Linked DNA regions of Anas platyrhynchos: region 1 is linked to region 2. A link is a contact called in public Hi-C data. All regions are on one chromosome and are shown on one strand. The core of a region is the stretch at or near the end of the contact, and the rest is flanking DNA. Distances in the headings are between cores, read along the strand shown.

Region 1 (5,894 bases), core at 389-2,888, 61 kb after region 2:
ATAAAACAAGCAGGAGTTTTAATGAGGACTCCAGTGCTGTTAAGTTTATGGATCTATTTTCATAGCTGTAAAACCATATCTTGCGCTTGAGTGGCTGTCAGGGAAGAACCCGGGAAGAAAGGATCTATAATATCTATTAGTTTCTTGTTATGCTTGCTAAATGTTGCGGATTCCCAGGGAAATAATTTGCCTGGGAATTTACAGTCAGTCAATCAAACAGGCGTGCTGGCTCCCTGGGAAGTCTGCGGTGCAACACTTGAACGTTACAGTCCCTTTGCAGAAATAGTAGCACGACGTGGCTCTGAAATAAGTCAGCACACCACCAACGGGGGAGAGACTTCCTGAGCTGAAGGTTTTGCCCTGCTCGGTTTGGTCTGATCCTCGCAAAATAAATCTTCACCTGATATTATTAAGGAACTGCAGTTCATGGGAACAAATAGAATTAATGCTCTTTGTTGTCTTTGAAGAGTACACAGCAATCGCAAGGGACTGATAGCCAGGGTATTAAAACCACAAAATTAGATTGTATCTTCACTTAGCTGGTTCTTTTTTTTTTTTAATTATTATTGGATTAACACCCAATTGAACACAAGAGACAACACAGCAACAACTGAGCTGCCCTGCAATTAAGGACAAAGTAAACTCAGTGAAGGAGTTTTTGATCTCAGAAGTTGCCTTAGAAATCAACCCGAGCCACTCTTCTCCCCGTGGGGACGGAGCGTGAGAGTTTTTGTCCCTTCTTTTCCTCGCTCGTCAGCCCCTTCCCCAAACAGCGGAGTTGGGGAATGCCCGCTCTGCAAGCGCTGCGAGGGGAGGTTGGACTGCACGAACGGCGTCGCAAAGCTCCGAGGAGCAGCCCCGTGCTCCCAGCAGAAAGACCTGTAAGTCTCCGAGCTCGGAGTCTCAGCCCCGTAAGTCTCCGACCCGTAAATCTCAGCCCCGTCAATCCGCTCCCACCGCCCCGCTCTCCGGAACGCCTTCGTGCCTCGGCTCAAACCCTTTCCCCACCTCGCCCGGGGTTTCTTTTTCACCCTAAAGCACTCCGAGAGCATTCAAGGACTAGGTTAAAAGTAAAAAGAGGGGGGGAAAGAACCCCAAAAGGCGAGCCTCCCCGGCTCCGCATCACTTATTGGCAAAGTCCGAAGGGGAGCGATGCCTCCCCGCAGCTGGAGGGTCGCGCTGCCACCGCCCCGCCAGGGGGGCAGCGGCTCGGGGGGGACGTTTTGGGGTCAGCAGCGGCTCGGGGAGGGAGGGAGGACACGGCTTTGGGGTCGGCAGCACCCCCATCTCCCGGCGGCAGGTTGGGGAGCCCCCGGGTCCCCGCACCCCAACTTCCCCGGGGCTCGGCGCTGCGCATCCTTACCGGGGGGGAGCTCTGCGGTGGGGGGGGGGCTCCCGGCGGAGCCGCCAACTTCGGGGCCGGGGGGGCCCCCCCGGAGGGCAGCCGGAGCCCTGCTCGATGCCCGGCTCCCTTCTCAAGTTAGCGCCGAGGCTGCGGTCCCGTTTGAATCCCCAGCGGAGCTTTTATCCCCGTGCCTGATCCGGGCTGCGTAACTTCCTCTGTGCAGCTTTAGCACACCCCATCCCAGCGGCGGGCAATGTGCTTCTTAAAGGTGCAGGGAGGAAATGCGAGCGGCGGGGGAGGGAGGGAGGGAGGCGAGGAAAGCGCCCGAGGAAGAGGAGGCTGCGGGCGGGGAGGCTCCGGCCCCAGCCCCGGCCCCGGCGAGGCTGCGGGGTCCGCCCCGTCCGAGCCGCGGCCAGGCTCGGCCACCCCCCTTCGGTTGTTTTATTTCCCCCGAGTGTTTTCGCGTGTTTATTGAATTCTTTACCAATCGTGCCGTTTATATTTTATTTTATTTTTCATGAAATGATGATGGGATCGCGTTCGCTCGAGGAAAAAAACCCCGGTCACGAGGGTTTTCCCCGCACGTGTGAGTTAGCGGTGCTGCGCCCTGCGTGTTTTGGGGAGGCTGCTGCTGGCGAAGATGCCGAGAAGGAGGCTGCGTGTGTGTGTGCGCGCTGGGGGAAGAGGGGGTGGCTGGAATTAATAGGATAAACAGAGCGGGAACGCGGAGAGGGGGAAATCAGATGGCTGGGAAGTGCTTTGAGAACGGGGAGGATGTGCTCTGGGATTTAACCGATCCCTGATTGCTGATGTAAGGCAGGGGGCTAAGCACGGGGCCGTAGGGTGCAGTAAGTGCCCTCCTGCCCAGGGCACCCAAGTGGTGGGTGCTGCTCTCAGGGTGAGCAGCTACAGGTAGGGTGGATGAAGCGGTGGCAGGTAAAGGTCCCTGGTGCCCTGCACCAGGCTCTGCTGTGCTGACCCCGGGCTTCTGCCCTGGCAGATGCTGGAGCCGGGCTCGTTCCGAGGCAGCGACAGGTTTTTGACGTGCAGAGGGATAAATGGCAGTTTATTTGCAGGGAGGAGAAACAAAGAAACCCACTGTCCCCCCTACGTACACAACCATCAAAAAATGACTGCTTGTCCTAACCAGTAATTCAATAATTTCTAAGCCAGAAAGTGTACTGTCCAATTTGTGTGTGATTTGCAATCTCATAGGCTCGGTATTTCCTTACGTGATTTACTTCTGCCGATTGCTCTGGGGTCTTTCTGTGGCTTCTCCCATCCAAGAGTCCCTGGAAAACCTGCAGACCACCCTGTGACCAGGTAGAGGAGATTTAGAGCTCTCCTGGGAAATGTTTCCCATGTAGTGGAGCAAAAGTGAGACTTAGGAAATGATGGAAAGTATCTTGACTATGGCCCCACCTAGCTGCTACACCTAGGGAGGGGTTAGTTTTTACCATTTTTTTACTTGCCATTTTTTTACTATATTCGGTTCTGGGTCAATCTCCACTCCCCTGCTCTGGTCAAGACCCAGACATACTTTCCAAGTATTATTTTTTTCTGTAAACACCTACTTTACGGCAGCAGTATTACTTAAATGAGAAGCGCTGGCTGGGATTTCAGGGCTGGCTAATATTCCTGGATTTCACTTTGTGCCTTTAGGTCTTCTCTGTCGTAATGAATCCCCTGGAAATTCCCCATGTCTCACTTATTACTCCTTTATTAGTTATTATGGTACAGTAACAGGATAAAAAGGAGTTGGTATTTCATTTTCATTCCCTCTAATAGCCACAGCGAAGACCAAGTGGTGTGCTGATTATTGACATCAGAGTTAAGTGATATGCACGCATCATTAGGTTTCAATTGGAAAGAATAACAGCACAGTATGAGGCGTCACACTTCTGGGCTACTTGGCATTTAAAGAAAAACCAAAGTCGTTTTTTTCTCAGCCCTGCGAACTCAAAAGATCACAAGCTGGCAGTAATACCTACACAGGTAAAAGGCTGCAGGTGGATCACCAGGAGCAGCTGTGGGGTTTGCCTAAGGAATGGGCAGAGCTGGAGATGGGAACTGCTCTGCTCCAGGAGCAAAAAGGAAGGTCTGGCTCCAAGGGTTCCTTACACCAGAGAGGGGAGAGATCGGTCGTGGCACAGATGGACACGGGAGCCCAAAAGATGCATCGCAAACCATGCGGCCGTGCTGGTTTCACAGGCAGGAAGGAATAGGGAATAGTTGCAGCGAATGTTTAATTTTAGACCATTTGCCTTCTTTTGCCCAAGCACATTCTGCAAATGCTTACTGCTCAGAACCGTCTCCTTCTTGGTGAGATTTCCGCGAGCAGCAAAATGGATGTGCTTTTCCTTGAGGGGACAGCGCTGCCCCCTCCCTCGTGCTGAGCGCTACCTTCTTGCGAGGTTGAAAATCAATGGGGCTGCACTGAGATTTAATTACCACGGCGTAGGCAAGGGTGGAGAATAAGGCCCTTAATATTTAATACAGCTTCTGCTCCCACAGGGATCCCCAGGGCTCAAGGGCCAAATGTAAACCCATTATAAGCAGGTGTAATTCTATTGACATATGCAGACTCGCACCTGTTTATACTAGGGCTATATTTGGCTCCCGAAATCTAAATGGCAAGCGATGATTTTGACATGCGCGGGAGAGGAGGGAAGTGTTTTCCCAACTTGGGATGACAGAGGATAAACTGAAACACCAGAAGGTAAGCGTGACACCTCGCAGTCCTCTTTCTCAGTGGAGATGCGCCTGCTAACACTTGAGCTGAGTTGAGTCCGTAGAGAGAGCTCCGAGATTAGTGCCAGAATAATAACCAGGCTTACAAAGGATCTTTCATTTGAGGATACATATTGCTGTATCACCTATAATAGCAATACGGTCTTTTTATAGTCCTTATCTCGCTCTGTGCGGCCAAGGATGTCAAAGTGCCTCCTGGAAGTGAGTAAGCATTTTATTAGGTGGGAGCACGAGGCTCGTAGCTGTGCTCCAGCCCAGCAGCAGGCGAGAGACCCCTCTGCGAGGCAGGGTCTCAGGCAATATCACAGAAGCAGAGCTCAGCCTGACCCCAGTATCCCAGTATTTTGGGGCAGCTTTCTCCCTGCGGGCAGGCTGCGCAGCCTGCAAGCAGCTCTGGAGAGGGGCTTGTAGGGAAAAGGGAGGCAAGGACCAGAGCTGCTTTTTGGGGGGACATTAGGGATGATGGAGGGAAGGCTGTCACATGGCTGGGTTGGACCTTGTGCAGATTTGGGGCAGATTTGGCGCAGATTTGGCTCATCTCGCCACCTGGTGCTGTCCTTTTGTTCTCAGTAAGGTGGGTGTGCAGAAAGCCCCCGGCTTGGCCAGCACGGGAAGGTTTGTGCTTTCCCTCGCCTCGTGCTTGGTGCAAAGAGAAAATCGCCATGTTTTCGAGGGAAGAGGCATAATATTTCATAGACATGAGAGATGCTGGAAAACCCACACAAAGCCTGAGAAACTGAGCAACAGACAGCTTTGGTACATGCAGTCCAGGAGGGTGGGTGGGGGATATTTATTTTCTTGCCCTTCCTGCGCACCTCCGCTCTAGCCACCGGGCTGGAGCAGCAGGCACCACCAGCCCCCTGCTCTTTGGCACGCACAAACCCAGTGATCAGGAGAGGGAAGAGCCTAATGCCTCGGTCCCTGGAGCACTCTAAATTTTTCTTCCTTTGTGCAAGCTACTGGGGAGATGGCAGAGAGCATCTGCTCTGGGAGGGGAGGCTTCCCTCTGCCTCTCCTGGCTCGCACCCTCACGCACAAGACCTCAGATGCAATTTCTGCAGCTCGGAAGGTTTTACAGGGCCCTCGGTGAATTTTGCCCTCCCTGATTAGATAACCAAAGGAGCAGTGACTGTACTCTCTAGAGAGAAGATGCTGTCTCGTTCCTGCCAGAAGGACAGCTGGAGGGAGGGTGGGATTTTCAGCATGCAAGCACTTAGCCAGATCAAGGAAATGGGATGCAAAGCATTTTAGGCTAAGAAAGGTTGTTGTGCAGGGAAACATGAGGCTGCTGTTCTGCTAGGGAGATAACGCTTCTCAAAATGCTCCTGCGTGCCAAACTGCAAGCCTTAACCACGGCAGGTCAGTGCCTCTTTAAGGAAAACAAGCATGACAAGTCAGAAAAAAAAAAAAACCATCACTGTCTTTGCTGAAAAACTTTGATCATTTAAATGTTATTGATGCACATTAACTCCAGGAGAGATTGGCTGGGTGATGGGAAGCACTTCACCTTGACACGGGGAAAATATGTTGTTTTCTGTGCCTTGTCTTTTGCCTTGTCTTTTGTTTCATATATCAAATCAGAGCTTAGCCAAGTGAATCAGCTCAGGAAGCATTTAAGATTTATTTGATTTTGGGGAAGGTACAGCTTTCCTCATCTTCACCAGCTGTGGGGGAGTAAGTATGGATAAAAACAGGAGGAGCTTTTGAAGGAGGGATCTATAATTAACAACCCCTCAGAAGGGAAACTTTCCTTTTAACTTACTATTAAAATGGAAGTGGTTGAGACTATACATTTTTG
Region 2 (5,882 bases), core at 673-3,172:
GGTCATGGAACCTATGGCTCTAGGGCTGAATAGTCATCTTACGGTTTTATCACCACTTGATTTCAGTGTAACCATATTTATAAGGCTTAATGATTTAAAATCATTGTTTACTTCAAAGCTTTGTTTTTGTTTATGTGGAAGTAAGTAGTAAGGCAACCTAATATCTGAGACTTTGGGATATGTTTTGCACTTGAAATTTTCAATTTAGTTGCTTTAAAAATAGGCATTTGTGTTGAAATTGTAGATTTTTTTTACTGGTAAACCATTTTTCTGTTTGCACAGGAATGTGAGAATGTAGTATTGAGTATGGAAGGAAAAAAGGTATATGGCAAATGTGTGTTAATTATTCTTGATATTTATGTGGTTTCTTTTTTGCCTACACAGAATCAAATGATAGATGATGAAATTGGCAGACTTTCAAAGGAGAGACAGCAGCTTGCTTCTCAACTAAAGGAGGTAGGAATTCATTTTCAGGGCAGCTCTTGATTAAACCTCAGCTAATGTGTTTGTATACTCTGTATCCTTTAATTGTAGTGTGGTGTAGAGTTGGATTTGATGTAGCTGGGAGCATTTTGTAAATCAAGTAGTAAGTAAAGAGATAAAGAAGATAAACTGAGTAAGTTATGTTTAGTCTGGTATGAGGTACAGGTGCGCTCTGGCTCTGTTTTGGGGAGGGGAAAAAATGTGGATATGTTAATTCACTCTTAACAGATGAGGGTAAATTTAAAAGGAAACACAGCATGCTGCACAAAGGAGATGATAAAAATGTACCCACTATCCTCATGTACTAGGATCTATCTTCGTCACTGCTTTCAAGTCCATTATGGTCCTACTGGAGCTGAGATGTTTAAACCTTTCTAAGAAAAGTGGTGGCTTCAAGCTGACTTTTGTGACTTTTGTTTGTAGTCATGGAGATGAGTTCCACTGGGTTGATGTATACAAATGATTTGTTTGGCAGTTAGAATTGTCCAGGCAGTTAGAGATTGCTGTAAGTTGATTCAAAAACACTAAAATAAAAGAGGAGACATGGTGTCCTGTTGCACTTGAAGGTTCGGGGACACTCTCAGAAAGTACAGACAGATATCATCTTGGAGTCCGACATAATCTGCTGCACGCTGAGCACAAGCGGAGGAAATCTCATGGAGCATGCGTTTTGGCGGCAAGGACTTGATCCTTTCAGCTGTGTCATCGTGGATGAGGTCAGTAAAGCTATTTAGACTTGCAGCTTGTTCCACGTTTAAAGTGTGCCTTGTTCTTTGCTTAGGTTACTTGAGACTGGCTGCTGTTATAATATGTTGTGGGTCAACTGCTTCATTCCCACATTTTAACTGGTAACCAGCCTGTCCTGCCATGTAGAGCAAAGAGAAGAAAAAGTAACTACTAATTGCTTCTTTTGCTGATTCTTTGGTGCTTTTATGGCAGACATCTTTTACTTTAAAAATTGTGGCTGAAGTGTGGTTCTTGCTATAGAGATTTCTACGTGGTCGGGTTATATTTTTATGTTTGGAAAGCTCTGCCTGTTTAATAATAAAAGAAAAATCTGTTTGGAGTTTTCATTAGGGAAAAATCCTTCTATTTATTTTTCTCTTTTTTAAGAAAACTTTAAAAAGCATTCCAGAGTTAATTCTGACTGTATTACAGGAAACTTACCATACTTGCCTCCACTCTTTTGGTTACAACTTCTACTTTCTTGTCCTGTTTATGTGTACAAAAGGCAGGGCAGTCCTGTGAGGTTGAAACACTGATTCCACTGATTCATCGCTGTAACAAACTCGTCCTTGTTGGAGATCCCAAACAGCTCCCTCCTACTGTAAAATCAGTAGTAAGTGTTCAGACTATTTTTTCTTACTATCTATTGGGTATAGTACAAGAACAGTATGAAAAATGTGTAAAAGGGTAAAAGACAACTTCAGTGGCACGTCCCACTACGTATCAGATTACAGCATTTTACCCTGCCAAGCAATTCTTGTTTAGTCTGGTATGTGGAGACCGTATCAATGCTGTCTTCAGATGTTTGAGTAAAGCTAATGTATAAGTGTGGGTGCAGCTTCTGTAACTTACCTGGCATAGCTTCAAACTAATTTCATACACCAGTAAGAACAGCTACGACAACACAAACTTCAGTGCAGCTTAGTGCTTTGTGGTGGATTTTGTTGCTGCAGGCTCTGTTATATCATTATGTGAGCTTCAGCCAGCATCACGTTCCTTAAGCAGTGGAGGACGAAGACTACCTGTTTGTGTGGGGACTTCCTCACCCTACAGATGCCTTCTAAGGATGAAAACACAGGAACACTTTCTTGTATCCAACAGTAAGGAGGTGTTTTGAACATCTGGTAAAGAAAAGAGTTAAAGCAGTCTGCCTTTTCTAGAAGCACAAATTTTCTGAATGTTGAGTGCTTGTTTAGAGAGATCCCACCTGGAAGATCTTCCTTTTCATCGTTGTTGTGCTTAAAATTTTAGTATGTTGTGACTCAGAAAGGAAAGTTGTCTTACTGAGGACTACACTGACAAAATTCAGATTTATGCTGGTGCTATCTAGTGAGTAAGTAAGACAAAAAAAAAAAACCTGAAGTGCAAATAGTTGTAATTTAATCAGTGATTTAGAACTTCAAAAGAAAATATTGAATGGTTTCAAGTCCAGAAAGCAAATTCCTATTGTTAATTTGGGACCTAATTCCACGGAAATCACGTATGTTTTCCCTCTGGCAGAAAGCTCAAGATTATGGCTATGATCAGTCCTTGATGGCACGCCTGCACAGACACCTGGAAGAGCAAGTGCAGAAGAATGTTTTACGAAGTCTGCCAGTTGTGCAGCTGACTGTGCAGTACAGGATGCACCCTGACATCTGCCTTTTCCCATCCAATTATGTTTATGGCAAGGCTCTAAAGACTGACAGGTGAGTAGCTCTGTTCTGATTTCTGAGCAAGGGGGACTTCAGAGAAGAGTTTCAAATCGGGATTTTTTTTTTAGTCTAAAAACTCTTGGAGTTGTGGGTGAAGTTGCTTAATGGAAGATGACCTGCATTTTGTCTCAATGATAGATACTTAAGTTAACTAAATCACTTAAAATAGAGCATACTCCTTACTACACAGAGTTCATTTTTAGGTCTCAGTATGTGCAGGTAACAGTGAAAATTAAGGGCACTGAAAGCTGAATGTTGCTGGTAATTTAGAATGCTGATGAGAAATAAATGATGTATCAGTTTTTAGGATTTTTTGTGGTTACTTAGTATTAAGATTGTTGTTTACAGAGCAACAGAAGAGAACAGATGTTCTTCAGACTGGCCGTTCCAGCCCTACCTTGTTTTTGATGTAGGAGATGGTCGCGAGGAGCGAGACAATGAGTAAGTCTTGTAATCCACTCTGCCAAATTTTAGACTTGCTGAGAAACAGTTGCCTGCAGAAGCGTTGTCTTCTTTCCTCTTGTTCCCAATATGCATCAAGTAGTCAGAACTGCATTTTCAACTTAATTTTATTTAATTTATGTGTATATATATTTTATTTTATTTTATTTTATTTTTTTTAATAAAAGTAGGTATTAAGTTTTAATATGAAACTAGTTTTAATCCTGCTTTGACTCTTGGGATTCACTTGCATCTAGTAGACAGTCTCTGCTAACTCTAGTAACAGTTTGACTTTCTGATTATTTTATCAGTCATTTGTTTTTCACAGCTGCGTGCCTTGGTAAGGCCAGAAGATGGCAGGCTCAGTCCTCCCCTTTGTATATTCTGTAAGGCAAGCAAAGCTGTATAATTTTAAGGGAACATGAAATGTAGCCCTTTGCTGCTAGCATTCTCATTGTTAGTCCCTTGTCAGGGCCTGTTGGAAAGGTCTTTTGAGTATGTATATGAAGGGGGGTTCCAAAAGTTCAAAATCATGTTTTTGACTCAAAATTCGCCTTCCAGTTGGGCTGAAGAGTCGGATTCAAAAGCTGTCAAACGTAATTCTTTAATGTTTCCATTCTCTCTTGTCTAGGTCTTTTAGCAATCCCCAGGAAGTGAAGCTGGTGATAGAATTAATTAAAACAATTAAAGAAAAACGGAAGGATCTGGGTCTTCGTCGCATTGGAATAATTACCCCTTACAGCGCACAGAAGAAGAAAATTCAAGAAGAACTGGACAGAGTGTTTAAGAATAACGGGTAAAGAAACCACGAGGTTTCAAATGACTCTTAGCTCTTGCCTGTTAGTCCTTTCCTCACCCTTTAATACCATGGCAAAAACTCTCAAACTTCTCTCTGCCAAAATCGGAACTTGGTTAGGCCTTCAGACGGGGATGTTCCAAGCATTTCCTCTTAAAATTGACGTGGCCTTTTCATACCATTTCTTAGTCATTGGTTGTGTTTGTGCTTTCATTATATCCTTTCATTTATGCTTTTTTGCGTAAAGCAGGCTTGAAAGAAAATATAAAGTTCCAACCTATGTGGAACCAAAGAGCTTTTCAGCAATGATCCTGGCCTCAGAAAAACAAACTTTCTTTTATGTTCATACATGAAATCTTTTTTTAAGTTTAGAATCAGAAACTTTGGTCTGGATAATTTTGACAGTTGATCATTCAGAGTAGTTTATGGCATTTGCGTCAGCGTGTTGCTTAAAAATCCAACTAACAATTTAACTGTTCGATATTTTTTTCTTCAACAGCCCAGGAGAAGTAGATACAGTGGATGCGTTCCAGGGACGAGAGAAAGACTGCATCATAGTGACGTGTGTCCGGGCAAACAGCACTAGAGGATCAATTGGGTATGTCTTTCTTCAGTGCTTTGCAACTCCCATATTTAATGACACTATATTGCCATTGTTTTTAAATATGATTACTAGAAAAGTTATTAGAGAACAAGTCGCTACAGCCAGCAGATTAAAAGCTATTATAATGCGGGAATTGATGTTACTGCGTTGGGATCTCCAAACAAAAGGGACATGGAAAATGCTAAGCATTGTTCTGCATTATGTGCTGATGAATTTGCCTGTCTGTCTTAGCCTGTCACTGTTTTGTTATGGCAGGATTGGTCTTGGAAACTTCTATGTGTAGTACTGCTGCAGGTTTTTTTGTATCTTTTGCTCTATATTGTAACTTTCTTAAATTTTAAGCTCTCTTAAAATTAAATCCTTTTTTTTGTGACTGTCACTTTACTGATAATGTAGCATTCCGTCCGTAAAAGTACTGCTGACTAGTTACATAGGCTGTTAGGAATGTGATCAGAGCAGCTACATCTTTAATTCACAGATTAATGGACTTGAGATTTGTAGAAAGTCTCGATTCAAGCTTGCAGATTTGATCATTTACATAGGATTTTCCAATCTGAAGTAGAAGGATCTAGATACCAAGTAAGCTGTTTATCCCCCCAAATGCTACTGCAGTTATTATTTTGTTTTAATAATAACTTCTGTAACTCACTGATTGTTCTAGTTTAAAAAAGGCAATAGAAATGTACCTCCTTATAGTTCATTAGCTTTTAAATTAATCTATGCAACGGCTGTTCACATAAAGAATTTATTTCCACACCAGGTTTTGCTAAGCCACTTAAGCTTTTCTGGTAGTAATTTCCTAATTGCTAGATAAAGGGCTTGTAATTGTGCTGACCCACACTGCTTTGGGAAGGAAAGGACCCAAACTGTATAGTAAGCAATGATGCTTTTTGGAGAGATGTCTTAATCTAGTTGATTGAGTTTGGAAACTGAAGGCAGCTAAAATCTGCCAATGCTTTTGGCTGGCCTGGGACTTAACCTCTATCTGTTCTTTCAGAAGAAAACTTTACAACTTACTGCCCTGAAGGTTTATGTAATAAATTTTTGGCAATACAATGCCTTAGAAGCTGTATGTGCTGATGACTTGGACAGCTCTGTTACAAGGTCAGGTGTCACTGGAAAGTTTGCATCACCATTA

The links. A called contact is a pair of places that touch in the nucleus more often than the background predicts.
Region 1: a Hi-C map of liver shows a contact between it and region 2, with 2.3 times the contacts expected there. The contact joins the promoter of NTNG2 here to the enhancer-like site in region 2. A contact is called at or near these places in 3 of 8 Hi-C or Micro-C datasets (F1 follicle, liver and skeletal muscle).

The regions. Positions count from the first base shown.
Region 1 is chr18:9,709,516-9,715,409 of IASCAAS_PekinDuck_T2T, forward strand. It overlaps NTNG2 (netrin G2), which reads right to left and starts at 1,639. Exons shown (of 14, transcript XM_072025331.1): 1 at 1,364-1,639.
Region 2 is chr18:9,648,324-9,654,205 of IASCAAS_PekinDuck_T2T, forward strand. SETX (senataxin) reads left to right here. Exons shown (of 26, transcript XM_038165069.2): 18 at 385-456; 19 at 1,050-1,199; 20 at 1,715-1,822; 21 at 2,710-2,897; 22 at 3,252-3,344; 23 at 3,976-4,140; 24 at 4,640-4,738. Among named protein-coding and RNA genes, the nearest start is that of SETX, 21 kb to the left of the region's middle. Within about 2 kb of position 1,923, at least 4 of the 8 cell types and tissues checked have an H3K27ac peak or open chromatin away from gene starts, as enhancers often do. A contact at or near this core is called in F1 follicle, where this site is marked.